2 separate regions of the Anser cygnoides genome follow, and region 1 is linked to region 2. Evidence: chromatin contacts called from public Hi-C data. All regions are on one chromosome and are shown on one strand. The core of a region is the stretch at or near the end of the contact, and the rest is flanking DNA. Distances in the headings are between cores, read along the strand shown. Region 1 holds the start of NREP (neuronal regeneration related protein). Region 2 has its middle 30 kb from the start of STARD4.

Region 1 (5,134 bases), core at 538-3,037, 43 kb before region 2:
AAGAGGAGAGAGAATAGCCAAAGCTGCTTGGGAGACTGGGACCTGTGGGCTAAACTTCTGAGAGTGCCTTCACAGCTGCCACTCTGGGCTGGGGAAGCCACAAACACCTTACTACACATATCTTGCCGGGAAGCACAGGGCTGTGAGCTGGGTCAAATCAAAGAAGCAAGTGCTGTGGGTTGTGTGCAAGGCAGTGCTTGCGGAACTGTTGGCAAGGCTGTTGGCAGCTGGCAACATGTCCTGAGAACGTACGAATGGTAAAAGAGGTGCAAGTGAAGAAGGCCATATGGGGTTTGGCAGTGGCCCCACGCTGTCAGGAAGAAGGTGGCTGAGCTCAGTTACCTGGTATCAAGCTCGTTGTTATTAAAAGCTAGAATTCAGCCAGGCTTCAGAGGGAGTGCATGGGCACAGAGACCTGCTCAGCCTCCAACTGGAGGGAGCGGGCACAGTCCATACTCAGAACTGACAACAGCAGAGAAGAGGTCTGAGTGTGGCATGCGTCCAAACAGAAGAGAAGAACGTGGACCTGGCCCTCCTTGTAAGGAAGAGACATCACAGATACCCACCTCTGAGCAGAGGTAGTGAAGGGAGCAAAAACTAGCTGGTGAAAAGGTCTCAGGAGTGGCTGTGACTGAAGTCCAGTCGTGTGTGCCAACGGAGTGGTGCCAGCAGGTTATGTAACGTCCAGCAGAAAGAAGAGGGGATGAAAGATACTCTCTGATTTCTTTGAGGAAATTTGTTCCAGGAAATGGAATAATTACATGATGTAGCAACGTGCCCTAAGTGGCTAACAGTCTGATCCTGATGCACTGAAGTTTGAATTACTATCACAGCTTACCATAGGTTTGAATATCAGAGGCTGCTTGAGTCCCACATTCCTCCCTTCTAGTTGCCTGATCTTCTGGTAGGCTTGCAAGCATTCCCAGTGATGCAGTAGCTGATGAGGGAGCTGCAGGGACATGCTATCAAGCTGATTTCACTCAACAAATAGAAATCCTTTGTGGACCACTGAAAAATGCGGTTTCCTGGGGAGTTAATAAAAGTGGATTCGAAAAACAAAGTTAGTTGTTCAAAACCTAAGGCCAAAAAGAGAAAGCTGAATTTTCTATTAGCCTGCAGCATGTGTAATTTCAAACCATTTCAACCTACTTTGCCTCAGACATTTTAACCTTGAGGAAGGTAACTACAAAAGCTGCAGGGTAACAGAATCCAGTTCTTAGCACTTGTTTCTCTATTTATTTATTTAATCATACCTCCCTATGTAGCATTTTATGGAGTGACACTATGCAGCAGCACATCATCTTTCTTTCACTGTGCTATGTCTACACTGCTCCTGGTGCCTTCGCAGTGGGAGTCTTTGTGTAGTGTGTTGAGCCACCATGCTGTACTTCCCTTGGCTGCTTGTTTCTCACTCTCTGCCCCTTACAAGCACAACTGGGGCCACTTACGATAACGCGGGACCTCGCAAAGCTCCCGCAACCCTCAGCAGACCCTGAGCAAACCGTCGGTGCACTGGCACACCTGTGAGGTGCCACCTGGCTGCGTTACCCCCTCATGGACGCGGGGGGGGGGCAAAGAAGCAGCACGCTGGCTGCCTGGGCCAGCACCTCACGCCCCCGGCCGCCACTCCTCAGCCGAGCCTCGGCGCACCTGCGGCTCCTGACTGGGAGAGAGCCGCAGAGCCGCAGCCCCGGCTCTGGAAGGGACCGGGGCTGGAAGGGGGCTCAGCCCCGCCGCCGGATCCGCACGCACCTGCTGCCGGCCGCCGCCTGCCCCGCTCCGTTCCCCGCCCGGCGCGGCGCCCCCTCCTCCCCGCCCACCATTTTCTTTCCTCTCAGACAGGCACAGCGGCGGGCGGGCGACCGCCTTCGTCTCCCTCCCCTTCTCCTCAGATGCCCTTTGCTGCTGCAGGGTTATTATTACAGTATGTGCCTGCTCCCTCCCTCCCTCCCTCCCGCCCCCCCCCCGAGCCGTTGGCAGGGCGCCGCGCTGAAGGGAGGGAACGGTTGGAGTGAGGGGAGGGGGGGCACTAACGGCCGCGCACCAACGGCCGCCGCTCCCCTCAGCGCAGCCTCGGGGGGCGGCGGCGGTGTCCCTCTACGCTGCCCGCGGCGGCGGCGCCGGCCGTGGCCGTCGTCGGGGCGGTCGCTGGCCCCAGTTGCCAGACGGCGAAGGGGGGACGCGGGGCTGCGGATTATTGCAGACTAAGCAGTCTGGCGCTGCAGCAGAGGGCGAGGGGGGGAGGCGGGTAGGCAGGGGGGGAGCGTGTGTGTGTAAGGAGGGGACGGGGGGTGTGGGGGGGTGGGGGGAGGCAGAGCTGGCGGCCAGCCAGCTGCCATCAGAATTAGCTCATTGTTCAATATAAACCAGCGCTGGCAACCAAAACCCAGCCCGAGAGGGAGAGGGAGAGCGAGAGAGACTTTCCCCCAGCCACCCCCACCCCTTTTTCTCCAAGGCTGCACTTTGGAAGAGGTGCAGTCATTCTTCCCCACACCCCCTACCCTCTCTCCACTCCCCCAACTATAAATTCCCTCTGTAGCATGCTGCCCTTTTTTAATCCACATTTGTGTTTCAGATCATGTAGAAAGGACAGAAAGTGAGCAGGGAGCGGGGGCTTTTGTCTGTAAGTATATGCAATTCCAATCCACAGAATTTTATTTGATTTTTTTTTTAAAATTAATTCTCTCTCTCTTTCTTTGTTTCTTTTCATTTCCTTTTGCCCTTAGCTGGACTTTGCTGCAGCTTGCCTTCCCCCCTCTCGGTGCACGTTTCCAAACAGGCTTTTTTAAAAGAAGATGAGAAAACGTGCAGTTATATATATTTAACTCTTTGTCTTTATGCTTTAAGGCTGGATTTCTAGGCTGGGGATTTTTGTGCACACATGCAAGGGGAGATGAGGAGCGTTTTTATAAAACTGTTTTCTTTTTTTTTTCGTTTTTGTACTCCAAAACCACCAAAATGCATTTTTAAACCTAATGCACTTAAAATTTTTAGCATGCATGCGAGGCTCTAGGATTGGTTTTTCGTCTCTTTTCTTCTCCCTTGTAAAACGAATCTCCCTCTTCTCCGCCCTGACACTGGATTCCTCTCAGGCTGCTGGGGTTTATTTTTAGAAAGCAGTCATTCTTGCAACAGCCTTCTGCATTTTTGCATGTGCAGCAGTTAAATTTTGGGTGGTTCTTTAGAGAGAGGAAAAAAACAAAACAAAACAAAAACAAACGTATTTTGGTGTGCATTTCATGATGTGCTTTCTTTCAAACGTTTCTATGTCCATTTATAGGTATATGAGTTTGCAGTTTTATATCCAGTATGTATGTATGTGTTTGTGTGCAAACATATGACTCATACCTAATTGCATTTCATACATACACACTATAGGTAAGAAATACATAATCAATAGAAGAGAACTTTAATTTTTGTCACTGTATGAAAACTGGTAAAGGAGGTGTGCTACAATTTCACTCAATTAAGAAAGCAGTAATTTAAAGAACCGTTTGAAAGAGGTAGGACCTACTCTTTTTTCCTCACTATTTAAAATAGGTGTGTGCATTTGTGTGTGGAATAGAGAGAGAGACAAAAGTGAAGGTTATGTAATGCAGTGCCATTTCCAAAAATACCTACTCTCTGGGCCATTACGTTGTGAAAGCCTAACACTGTCATACTTGTTTCTTGATTGCAAAAAAAAACCACACTTTGTCATATGCCTGGGAACAATGGACCACCTTGACAATAAGCATAGCATGACAGATTTTTGTCCCCTTGACTGATTTTTGGGTGTGTTAACCATTAGGTATAGTGCTCTTCAGAGATGTACCAAGTGCTAAGAATAGCATAGGGTTTTGCAAATCTAGGTACCAGGGATTCCTTTGTCGTATATTTAAGCCTACAGACCACTGAAGTGCAGAGAAGCATGCTATATAAGCGTACATGTGGTTAGAATGATTTGCATGACTTTAATCTTAACCACTGAGGATTATGCTTGGATCACTCGCAGTTATGCTGGAGAAAAAAAATCTTTTTAAGTATTATGACAGTTTGAATGATATTCATTTTCATTTTTTATTTTTTAATTGTTTTCAGATCCTTGTGCTACCTGAGAGAAGCTGCAGTCCCAAGACCTTACAGTCTAAAAATGGTAAGAATTAGTTGTTTTAGCAAAGAATCAATATATATATATTGATAAATACAAGCCTTCTTTCCTCATCCCCAATATCAAATTATAAATATGACCTCTATAAGACGTGCTTTGAGGTTTTGGGGATTTGCCATGCAATGATTGATGTACCCTGAAAACCTCCGGATGTTGAATCTTTGGTTTCCTTGCATTTTTTGAATAAAAATCTGAAATCCCTCTTTGTGCAGTAAGGCTTATTTAATTGAAACAATAAATATTTAGGTTACTGTGGAAAATACACATCATAACATATGCAGGAAAACATGCAGACAAAACAATATCCAGTAATTTCACTCTACCCCCAAAAAGAAGAAATAGGTCATTGCACATAGTAAATGAAGCAGATTTAATGTTACTCTCTGTCAGGGAGGTACATAAGATGCAAACTAATTTTTCTTATTCGTTGGTATTTGTTTCAGAAGGATAGCTTTTCTTTGTGATACAAATCTGTTCCAGAAAAAAAAAAAAAAGGCTAGGCCTCAGCCTAGCTGAACTTGCAGGCGCTTAGTAGGAATATATTTAATGAACAGTATCCAATAATTATCCATTTGCTTCAGTGCTAATTGTGCTTATATTTTTACTGGGTAAAGCCCATACTGACATACTTCTGCTGACAAATGTATAAAGTTAAGGATGGAACATGTTATGTTTCTAAACATTCTCTAAATATGGTTTTCCCCAAGAATGTCTTAGTGTCTCAGAAACAGCAGGACAAAGAAAATTCTTTTTTACAGAAAAATAGGTAAAACAGGCAGAATTAAATTAGATGCTCTGCAGTCATGGAGCATTCTTGATGCAGCTATCAGTGAATACATATATTGACATAAGTATGATATATTTTGAGTGCCACTAGTATGCAATACTATCATAGTCAAAAATATGTTAATTTCCTTCCTTGTCTGAAGTAGCATTGAGTAAGGTGTACAACGAGCACAAATTATTTTCCAAAGTATGAGTTTC
Region 2 (5,887 bases), core at 811-3,310:
AAGCACGTGTCTTTCACATCCGTAGTCTTTAGCCAGACCTCAATGAGAAGTAGGACACAACCTTCTTATGCAATAATAAATACTGTAAAACACAGAACAAACTCTGCCTGACCTTCAACCACTTTCCAAGAAATAGTTTAAGTATTTTCCAAAAAGGCAACAGTTATGTAGGAAGTTGTCCAGCTTGGCAAGTGTGTGAGATAGAGATGCCAAAAGTCCAATCTCACTCACCAGCCTCAGGAGTATAATATTTACCTGCAAGTTTCCATTCAGTAAATTAGAGATAAGCATTGGCCACTTTTCTTACATCATGAGAACAATGCATCTGCATAAATACACAACAGTCTTTCTAGTTCACCATATTTATTTTTAATGCTATGCTAAACCATACGAACATCTTACTTGGGCACAGTTGTTTTGGTCTGACTTTCAAATCTATTCCAAACAGTCAAAATTCCTCTACCTGCACTCATTAACCTAAGCTGAAATAAAAACTAAACAAAAGACATACATTTTGAATAATGGTGCTCCAGCTTTTGTCTTACATCTAACAAGTTTACTCAGACACAGTGAGGAAGAGAAAGATTTTGCCCTACATTTCTCTTTCAAATCTCTTTTATTTATGATGAGAAAAGAAAACTAGATGTTTTCAAAACTACGTATTTTGAGGGCTATCAAACTCACTTGCTCTCTTGATTCTCCAGAACAAGTATGCATGACTAATTCCAAGTTTATTGGTTTTCAGGTCTTCTTACCTTGATTGTCATGCTATCTGATTTAAGGGAAGCTGCATTCCAAGCACTCTACAAGCAGAGAGCCCCAGTGCTTCAGGGTTTCCTGGTTGATAGTATTTTTCCAGTGCCAAAATACCACAGACAGTTATGTAATCACATATACTTTGCCTAAAAATAGGACAGTGAGTCTTGCTGTTAGGAAGGAGATTCTTCACCTCTGAAACTAAACTGATCACAATATGTCTTAGGATGACTGAATGTGAGTTGAATGCACATGAAATGTATTTGTTCAAAATGGTCATATGAAAATTAGGCCAGTTTCCTTGAGCAGCTCTTAATCAGCCCTTGAAAAACTTTCTTGAATATGCCAGGCAGTTACTAGTTACTTCTTATAGAGTAATTCAATAGTATTAACTTGATGCCTACTGCCATTCTTTGATTTTGAAAAATGTCAAAGCAAAGAGAGGAAGGGCTGAGTTCTGAAATGCTCCACACTTCCTGGCTGCAGTCCAGCAAAGCACTTACTCACATTCTCCATTTAAAATAACCAATTCCACTGCAGGCTGTTCACATGCAGAATGGGACAGACGTGCTGCGTTTGCAGGAGAAAGTTCCTATATACAGAAAAAAGGTTGCTTGAGGTAGTTTTTCCTGTAAACAGGCCATAGGTCAAAGAGAAAATACTTCAAAAATAAAAGAAGAAATGCTGATATTTGAAGCTTTGCTACCCACCTAAGTAACTAGTAAACAGAAAAGTGCATTTAGGTACACCGCATTTTTAATTTCTTTACATGTATGCTCCTTCTTCTTTGGAAATTATGTCTAGAAGCAATAGTGGATTTTGACTGTCTGCCTGGGAGATCAGACTCTCTGGGTGGAGCATAAGCTGCAGATGCCCAGACAACTTGGACAAATATCTTGCATGCACAAACAGATCAAAACAGCACATCAGAAGCTACTGCACATGCACCGAGTGGACACTGCCCAATGTGCCCTTCGAACAAGCTGTGTCACAGCAAACCTGCCACATTTGGACATGCTGAGTTTCTGAAAAACAAACGCAAACAGACTTCTGCTGGGAAATAAGGCAGCTAAAGCAGGCATGAAAGTGTAGATGGAATATGCTGCTGGCTGGCTTTTAATTATGTCATTTCTATTCACAGATGCAGAGCTGAGTATTATATAGCTGCTAGCACGTAAGCTGTAATGATAAAGCAGTAAATGAGGAAAAGACACTAAAACTACAAAGTAACCATAGAAAAACAATTTTAAAGATAAAGTGATTTTCTGAAGAATGTTTATTGCTGTAACTTGTTTTATCTGCTTCTGCTCCAACAGGGCAACATTAACGACAACAAGAAAAAAAGGGATAAACCAGCAGTTAAGTAAACAAGCATCAAACCCACCACCATTAGAAGTAGTCACTGTATTTAACAAGTACACCATAGAGAATATAGAAAGTAACACTTCACTCTGCTACGCAGCCCACAGTCACGCTTCAGGAGGAAAAGCAGAATCTAAAGTTAATGTACAATGAATTTTCCAGTCACTGTGAGCAGCCTGGTAAACAAGCCACAAAATAAGAACATACTTGAGTGTCCCCCATCCTGCTGACTCCACTTCACTGGGTCAAAGGGCTGCTGCATAAACTTTTCATACTGTCCTGCATGTTCTGGTGTAAGCCAGACAAAAATCAGAGATGTTAAGCTAGAGCAATTAAAACATCCACTGCCCATAAGTTAAGCTAGTTAACTTGAAACTTTAACCAGTCAGATAGCATTGTCTAGTATCTTTAAAACATATTTTTATATGATTGCAGAATATCAGATTTTTAAATAGTGCAGTAGGTGAGAAGGTGGTGAAATCTATGTATTGGGTTAGTCACCTATTCTGTTTGTTGGTTTACCTTTTTTTTTTTTTTAATATTTCTTTTAAAAGACAGTATATGTTGGCATTGTAATAATTGTATGCAATTCATAAAGGCAAGCAAGCAATATTATCATGGAAAGAAACTGCTGCAATTTGACAATTTTAAATAAATATCGGGTTGATTCCATAGCCTAGGACTATGTCTTTACATGTGATATAAACTGTGAAGAAAGCTGAAGGAACCACACTTGGCATGAGAATATGGCTTCTGAGAGAGATTATTCAAAAGTCTCAAAATCTGCCCCAAGACTTTTTTGGACAGATACTAATCTGCTAAAACAAACAAACAACAAATAAGTAAGTAAGTCAACTAAAATAAACAAATAAAATGTTTTTTTGTGTCAGTTCTTTATGATGACAAAGAATGACATGCTGAAAAGATACACTGAAAATGAATTAATTATCATTATTCTTAGGTTATTGAACAACGCAGAATGCAGCACCGGTTTGTAGTTATGCTAAGCAAAACAAAATAAAGCAAAACAAACAAAAAAAACCCAACAACCCCCAAAGTCTGTTTCACATGTCAATATAGTATTGCAAAATGATAAATGTTATCTGAGTAACATCTGGCTTAGAATGCACTAGAGGGTGACGAGAATATTTCTGTTTACTAACAAGGTAATGTTTGAATTGATTATCCAGTAACTACTGCTGATAAGTCTGGGTCAAATGTAGGCTGATTTATTTCTTATCTGCTACTAACACTAATATTCCTGATCTTAACCATGAGGTATTCCATAAGTCTAAGCAAAATAATTACAATCTTATTGCACCTTCTATAATTTATTTATTTATTTACTATTTATACTTTTGTATACTACTTTCTGTGTGGACAACAAGGTCTCTAAGTACTCATAAACATTTCTTCATCAGTGTTCTGCCAGACACCTGCAATACAGGCATTGTAAAGCTTTGCCCAAAGGGGACAATTTAAGGCACTTGGTCATGCTCCATTCCCATCCATGGCTGGATCATGAAGGGAAATCCAGAAAGCTCACTTTTCTGTCAGGGACAAGAACTGCCTAGCCAGAAACACTCAAATTTAAACTGCTGCTGGAGGTACACAAACCTCAGACACCTGCTGTCACTTCTGAAAGCACCTGAAAATCTACTTGCTTGAATCGCCCTGCCTACCTAAACTCATTGCACCTTGGTTTTGCATCCTTTAACTAGCAGATAAACCAGGAAAGCACTTGAGTGAAGGGTCAGCCGAGGGGTATGATGTTCTCCAGAGTTATGAGGATTGAGTTGTAAATTTGGAGGTCCCAATTCCTAGACAAGAGCCCTCATGCACAAGAACCCTGAGACACGTTGGGCAGGACTATTCTCCATTATCTTGTTCCTCCATTATCCAGGAACAAACCCAACTCCCCCAGCCTGTTTTCATAGAGGAGATGTGCGTCAGCTTTTTGATCATCTCTGTGGCCCTGCTCTGGACGTGTTCTAATAAGCCCATGTCCTTCTTTTGCTGGGGGCCCCAGAGCTGAACACAGTGCTGCAGGTGGGGTCTCACGAGAGCAGAGCAGAGGGGGACAATCCCCTCCCTAGCCCTGCCGGCCACGCTGCTTTTGGTGCAGCCCAGGATACAGTTGGCTCTCTAGGCTGCAAGCACACATTACTGGCTCATGTTGAGCTTCTCTTCAACCAACATTCTCAGGTCCTTCTCCTCAGGGCTGCTTTCAATCCATTCTCCACCTAGCCTGTATTTGTGCTTGAGATTGCCCTGGCACAGGTGCAGCACAATGCACTTGGCCTTGTTGAATTTCATGAGGTTCTCACAGGCCCATGTCTCAGCCTGTCCAGGTCCCTCTGGATGACATCCCTTCCCTCCAGCATGTTGACTGCACCAGTCAGCTTGGTGTCATTGGCAAACTTGCTGAGGGTGCGCTCAGTCCCACTGTCCATGTCACCAAAAAAATGGCAAACAGTGCCAGTCCCAGTACGGACACCTGAGGAACACCACCCATTACTGATCTCTACTTGGACATTGAGCTGTTGGCTGCAGCTCTTTGAGTGCAACCATCCAGCCAATTCCTTACTCACCAAGTAGTCCATCCCTCAGATCCACATCTCTCCAATTTAGAGACAAGGATATCAAGGATATCATATTATTTACATTGAGAGAGATACTCCCTCCTCGCCTTTCCTGCCTGTCCTTCCCAAAGAGCCTGTATCCTTCCATGCCAACACTCCAGTCAGGGGAGCCATCCTACCACATCTCCCTAATGTCAATTAAGCCATAGCCCTGCAGGCATGTGTACATCTCTAACTGCTCTTGTCCCCCGTGCTACCTGTGTTAGCACAGAGACATTTCAGTCAGCCCCTGACTGACTGGCTGGAGTGGCTGGAATTCCTTTGTGTTGCTCTTCAGGTGCTCTTCTGCTGACCCATGACCCTTCTCCAGGCTCTGGGCATCTATCGCTGACACTGGCATCAAACTGGGAGGAGTGGAATGGAGTGAGTTTCTCCTCCCCTGGTAACTCTAGTTTAAAACTTGGCAAGCCTATGGCTGAAGATGCTTTTCCCCTTCTCTGAGAGGTGGACCTCATCAGCCCCCAGCAGACTAGGTTTCTCAAAGCAAGTCCTGTCACAGATTGTCTGTGACAGTAGCTGAACCCCTGTTTGAGGCACCAGCCCTGTAACCATTTGTTGATTTGCCAGATTTGACTCATCCTTTCCATCCTCTTCCCTTTGACCAGCAGGACTGATGAAAAAACTTTCTGTGCTCCTGAGTCCTTTACTGCTGCTCCAGGGCTCTGTGATCCCTCTTGATATTCCTCTGACAGCTCCTGACAACATCACTGGTACCCATGTGAAACAGCAGCAGTGGAGAATAGTCACTAGACTGTATGAGGTTTGGCAGTCTCTCGGTGACATCCCTCATACAAGCAGCTGGTAAGCAGCTGAATTCTCTCAAGATCAGGTTGGCAAATGGGTGCCTCTGTACCTCTAATAAGGGAATCTCCTACTACTATCACCCATCACCTTCTCTGGAGAATCCAGATCCAGTGATCACCCAGGACTATTTACAAATTCTGCATTTGACAGAAATGGGGCAAAAGCAGCCTGAAGAGCAGCAAGAACACAGCCTAACATGAGAAAACAAGCCGGCTGTGAGTGTAGTGTGGTCTGTGCAGCACAGTCACAGCTGTGACGCTGCATGTGTTCAAGAGAGCATGTTCTTCAGTATAGCACCAAATTATCACAGTCAAACAGCTTCT

What was found. A called contact is a pair of places that touch in the nucleus more often than the background predicts.
Region 1: a Hi-C map of liver shows a contact between it and region 2, with 1.7 times the contacts expected there. The contact joins the promoter of NREP here to the enhancer-like site in region 2. A contact is called at or near these places in 3 of 7 Hi-C or Micro-C datasets (all in liver).

Annotation. Positions count from the first base shown.
Region 1 is chrZ:28,935,596-28,940,729 of Taihu_goose_T2T_genome, reverse strand. It overlaps NREP (neuronal regeneration related protein), which reads left to right and starts at 1,787. Exons shown (of 5, transcript XM_066987990.1): 1 at 1,787-1,924; 2 at 2,576-2,623; 3 at 4,081-4,135. The coding sequence starts at 4,133. LOC106042349 (a long non-coding RNA gene) reads right to left here and starts at 1,892. Exons shown (of 6, transcript XR_010827558.1): 1 at 1,753-1,892; 2 at 839-1,025.
Region 2 is chrZ:28,891,929-28,897,815 of Taihu_goose_T2T_genome, reverse strand. No RefSeq gene overlaps it. Among named protein-coding and RNA genes, the nearest start is that of STARD4, 30 kb to the right of the region's middle. Within about 2 kb of position 2,060, at least 1 of the 3 cell types and tissues checked has open chromatin away from gene starts, as enhancers often do. A contact at or near this core is called in liver, where this site is marked.